Linked DNA regions of Oryzias latipes: region 2 is linked to region 1. A link is a contact called in public Hi-C data. All regions are on one chromosome and are shown on one strand. Each heading gives the region's core, a stretch centred on a gene start, on an enhancer-like site or on the middle of the called end of the contact. The rest is flanking DNA. Distances are from core to core; before and after follow the strand shown. Region 1 holds the start of LOC101163757 (arachidonate 15-lipoxygenase B). Region 2 holds the start of LOC101166820 (zinc finger protein 346).

What was found. Hi-C and Micro-C count contacts between places; a contact is called where the count stands out from the background.
Region 2: a Hi-C map of embryo shows a contact between it and region 1, with 15 times the contacts expected there. The contact joins the promoter of LOC101166820 here to the promoter of LOC101163757 in region 1. A contact is called at or near these places in 2 of 5 Hi-C or Micro-C datasets (embryo and gastrula embryo).

The regions. Positions count from the first base shown.
Region 1 is chr14:24,040,323-24,043,022 of ASM223467v1, forward strand. It overlaps LOC101163757 (arachidonate 15-lipoxygenase B), which reads right to left and starts at 1,315. Exons shown (of 14, transcript XM_004076760.4): 1 at 1-1,315. It overlaps trnav-uac (a tRNA gene), which reads left to right and starts at 1,715; the gene lies at 1,715-1,787. It overlaps trnaa-cgc (a tRNA gene), which reads right to left and starts at 1,988; the gene lies at 1,917-1,988. LOC105355671 (a long non-coding RNA gene) reads left to right here and starts at 2,603. Exons shown (of 3, transcript XR_002874671.1): 1 at 2,603-2,700.
Region 2 is chr14:24,398,731-24,401,430 of ASM223467v1, forward strand. LOC101166820 (zinc finger protein 346) reads left to right here and starts at 1,382. Exons shown (of 7, transcript XM_004076766.4): 1 at 1,382-1,501. The coding sequence starts at 1,447.

The DNA.
Region 1 (2,700 bases), core at 65-2,564:
AAAAAACAATCAAAGAATAAAAATGGCAGTAAAATAAGATAAATACAGATGAAATAGAATAAAATATAAATAAAAATAAAATAGTGTGACTAAAGTGACTTATGTGCGTTTAGCAGCAGTCCTGTTTATGGAGGGGGTAGAGTTTGGGGGGTTGGGGGTAATCCTTTGGGTCTTATTGCAGAGTGGAGTTTGTGAGAGCATGTATGCATGAGGAGGACAGTCTCACAGCTGTCTCACAACTTGTGGGAAGAAGCTTTTTAGAATAATTATTTAGCAGTTAATCCGCTTCTCCAATAGATTTTTGTCAGCAAACAACTTTTTTCTGATCTAGATCAGGATGTTTTTGGGCAACGGCTGCAATATTGTTGTCTTAAAGTTTGTCTCGTGTCAATCTTGTCATAATAAAATGACACATTTATCTAACTGTCTCTAATTGTCTTCAGACAAAGTTTGGAAGTTGCCGGTTCATCTGATTCCTTCCTGACACCAAAAATCTCTTTTTTGACCAAATTCTTTTGCTCAGATAGTCTGATTGTGACAAATGTAATTCTTGTGAATATGGTAATAACTGACTTTGCATTTTCCACCTTGTTGCACACAGTAATAATGAGTTTTAACTATCCAGGTGTGAAGATAGAGACTGGTCTCCCTCCCACTCAGTGTTATTGCATGACTCCAACCATAAAGACTTTTCTTTGTTCTGTTTGACAGACGCCGACGGCCTCCTTCCTGTTGTGTGGCTCAGTGTTTGTCTCTTTGAGTTTACCAATGATCTGCTCCGCCTATAAAAGCTTCTCATTTGTTTTTTCCATTTTGACTTGGAAATGATCAACAGTTAGGAAGGTCATCAACAAAGCAGCCCCCAAAAAAACAAGAAAACACAGCACTCTTTTATGTTAAAGGTCACTTCCTCATCTCACCTGCTGTACTCTTTTTTTGTCTACATCTGTTTCATGGACAACGGAACATTATATTTTTCTTGTTATAAATATTTATGCTATACATTAAAAAAAAAAGTAAAGGGCTTATAAGACTTTAAATAATCATTGCAATAATGATTTTTAGCCATAGTCTTTCAATTTAAAAGGCTGCACAAAATAAAGTAAAAAAAACAAAACTTGTTTTAAAATATTACTGTGATGGTTGGTCAACAAAAACAAACATGGTACACCAAACCCTGGCTAAATGTATGCAATGCGTCAGAAAAGGGGATTGGCTGAACTTACCAGCAGAGCGCCGCGTGCTGTTGTCCGCGTGGTGCCCAGGTGTGTTTACGTCCTCCACGTCAGATAATGACAGTTTTATACTTGGGGAAGATCCCCGCGGAGCGGAAATACGGGATGTCTTAGGAAGGAGGGCCTGCCATGTTAGTTAGTTAGTTAGTTAGTTAGTTAGTTAGTTAGTTAGTTAGTTAGTTAGTTAGTTAGTTAGTTAGTTAGTTAGTTAGTTAGTTAGTAAAAAAAAGTTAGTTAGTAGTTAGTTTTGTGTTTTTAGTAAAAAAATATATATAATCTGAAAAAAAAATTGTACTTTTTTCAATTGCATTCATAATTGTACTGCAAGGCGGGAGACATTTCGCTGTTGAAGTTATAGGTGGAAATACTTTGTTCGTTTGTGTCTATGTGATCATAAACGCCCTCCTCGCGAATCTTACATAGTTTCTCTGACCTGGACATGTTATTATCTCAAAAACATCATCGTTTAGATAAGCGTAGGTTCCATAGTGTAGCGGTTATCACGTCTGCTTTACACGCAGAAGGTCCTGGGTTCGAGCCCCAGTGGAACCAGTTACATTTTGCTCTCTCCATACGGAGGATATGCTGCTGCCACATCGGTCAGGGAATATATGTACATATTTATATATTTATCATTTTTTTGTCACAGCGGCAAAGCATGGATTCTATCAAAGTGTAAAATGGAGATGCCGGGGATTGAACCCGGGACCTCATACATGCGAAGCATGCGCTCTACCACTGAGCTACATCCCCTTGACTGTATAAGCGGTAACATTTCATCATATGGATCACACATCTGTAGTGGAATGGACTTTTTTTCATTTTTTGTGAATAATTGTTAATTTTTAACAAATTTTGTTTTGATACAAAATCTATTCATGCAAGAGATAGACCAGGGTGCTAATTTCACAAGCCTTATGCACGTGAAATGGTTAAGCTAACTTTTCCCATTCATTCTCTATGGTAGTTCTTAACACTACGGATGTAATATACTTTTTTTTTTTTACCACTAGCGTGATTGTGGGGGCGCTGTTTCCACATCGTTTTGGTAAGGATTTTACAGGAAGAGAAAACAACAACAATCTTGCGGCCAGATTAGATCCCGGGGGGATTCCAGAAAGCAGGTTATGTGAGTTACCACGGTAAATTTGAGGCTAAGGAAGCGGATAACCTCAGCTTTCGGTTCCAAAAACAGAGGTATGTTTAAGGGTATGCTCTGAACATAACCTGGTCTGGAGCAGGTTTAGAAGTTGGAGGTTAGTTTGTTTTCAGAGAGGTGAAGGAGCATGGCGTGTCCATTTGAAGATGATTTAGTGGATGAAGAAGCTCAGATAATATTTTGTCCAATATGAGAGGGTGATAAGACCATGTATGGATGTTGTAGAGATACACTGGCTCCGTGTGCAGACACGTGACAGCTACATTGAACTGGATGGGTTCACCTGCGTGAGAGCGGACATCTGCT
Region 2 (2,700 bases), core at 132-2,631, 360 kb after region 1:
GATAAATTGGGGCGACAGTGGCTCAGGTGGTTGAGCGGGTCGTCCAATGATCGAAGGGTTGGCGGTTCGATCCCCGCTCCCTCCAGCCAAAATGTCGTTGTGTCCTTGGGCAAGACACCTCACCCTCCTTGCCTCCAGTGTGGCTCCACTGGTGTGTGGATGTGTATGAATGATCCCGGTGATGGTCAGAGGGGCCGTAGGCGCGAAATGGCAGCCACGCCTCTGTCAGTCTGCCCCAGGGCAGCTGTGGCTACAACCATAGCTTACCATCACCAAGTATGAATGAGGAGTGAATGAATAATGGACACAATGTAAGCGCTTTGGGTGTCTTGAAAAGCGCAGATAAATCCAATCCATTATTATTATTATTATTATTAAAGAAGACACTGAAAAGATGGGAAACATCATTTCTACCATGTTTCCTAACGTCAGCATGAACGTCTAGTCTGCCACAGACCTGGAGGACTAGAAGAAGGTTTAGGAAGAGCAGGTTCTGAGCCTCTTTCTTCTTCAGGTACTGCTGGAGCAGGAACATTTTGCTGCCTGAAACCTGAGGGATTCCTGAGGATAAATGATGCATATCCATCTTCTCTTTTCTGGATAATGAAATACTGTCACCCCTGTCATGCATAATAAAAATAACATAGAAAATGTAATGTAACCCCTGTTCACCTCACTACATTTGGTTAAATGAATAAGGTTTTGAAAACACACTTAACTGGACAAAGTGAGTTTCTAGTTTGAACACGTTCCTCTCATCCCAGCTGTTACCCTCACCGTTGGAGTTTCAGTCCTCATGTTCAACAATGACGGGAAGAGAAATGTTTTCAAATTATAGACTTTGTCCTGTTTTTTATTTTTATTTTTTTACTTACATGAGACTTTAACTTGTTGTGCTCTTGTGTTTTAAAAGCGATCGGATCTAATCTGTCCTGTAAAATCCTTACTACTAAGAGACGATGTGGAAACAGCGCCACCAAGATCTTGCTAGTGGTGAAAAAGTGTATTACATCTAAGAACTACCATAGAGAATGAATAGGAAAAGTTAAGAGAGTTATTTAAGCTGAACTATTATCGCCAAAACGCGCTACAATGCGGAAACTATAATATACACAATTAGTAAATAATAACAGACACAATCCGTGTTTATGTGCTATGTATGTCATCTGACAGTATATATCAAAGATCATAAATCGACTGATATTCTGCACATCATCGTTTCATATTTACCATACGTCCTTAAGGATCTTTTTCTTTCATACTGATATATCAGCTGTTTCTGTAAAGAGTGTCACTACATCATTGGCCGTCAAAAAGTCTTAAATCACAGATCTTACACTAATAAAATTCAGGCCCGCGTGCTCTGATGCTCTGCAGCCTTCTTGGGAATGTAAACATCGCGCATGCGCAAGCTACGGACAGCGGTGCTGGTTGTAGGTGATAATCATGGCGGAGCTAGACAGCGACAATTTTCTTTGCTTGTCTCCGGAGATTGTGAAAGGTTAGTCCTAGTTCTTTTCTATAATTTCGAGTAACAGTTTACTGGTTAAGTCGTCGGTGTGTTTATTTGTAAGCTAGCCAGTTGGAACCATCTGAGCTAATGTTGACGTTAGCTTCCTGAAGCCAAACATTAGCCGACGCTCCAGCCAGGATGATGGCTAACGTGCTAAGCTAAGCTAGCCGCAGTGGATCCAAGGTCGATGACAGGGAGTCTGCATCCGCTGACTGACGGGCTCTGGTCCGTGGAGAAAAGTGACCAGACTGTCGTCAACTGAGACAGTATTGAACTCAGAAGCAATTTTGGAGACACACCTAGCTTGAACTTCCAGCCTGTAAAAATTCCCTCGGTCCATCGTGTCACTGACTGTCCTGAATCAATGTCCCACATCTGAGAAAGTGAGATGCTCAGATCTTGGAAGAGCTCCATTAAAAATTAAATAAAGTTGAATCAAAATCATTTGTATGCTGATATACTTTATTTCAAGTTTTTTCCCCCTCTTCATGCTGATAATAAGATAATTTTGTTGCCATTACAAATATAACAAGTGGAAACAAAAATGTGCTTTCTGATGAGTGCATCCTTCATTCATTAAAAACAAAGAATGTTCAACAAATAAAAGTGTTAAAATGATTTAAACATGAAAACATTTATCTATAAAACATCCAGCAATCACACAGAATCAATGCAAGTTTCCCAAACATCCAACAGCATAGTTCCAGCAGCTTCCAGCAGCTGCAGATGGGAAATTTCAACATCATTTCTACCTATTATTTAAAACACCTATTTTTTTAAAGTTATCTTTTGATCTATGTCCTTGTTTAGCCTTACATGCATCAAAAGAAAAATTAAAATTCATTTTCCTGTTGTGTTCTGTTAAAATCTCTCTTAATCTTAAGTGAAATGTTTATAATCAAACAGATCTGGATTCAGGATAGACATTTGACAGTTAAGGGCGAGGTTACAGTTAGTGTAATGGTGGTAACGGAACCACATTATAGGGTTAAAATACCATCAGTTAAATGTGTGCAAATAACATCAGCCTTTGGAAAAATATCTTTTATTTTTTGTTTTATTTACTGCATTTCTTGCTGTCTCAGCAGAATCTTTGGATTAAATTACTGCAGAGAGGGAACTGCTGATGCGTTGGGCATAGTTTGGGTATTGCTTTATATTGAGGTAAAACGTTTAAATGAATACAA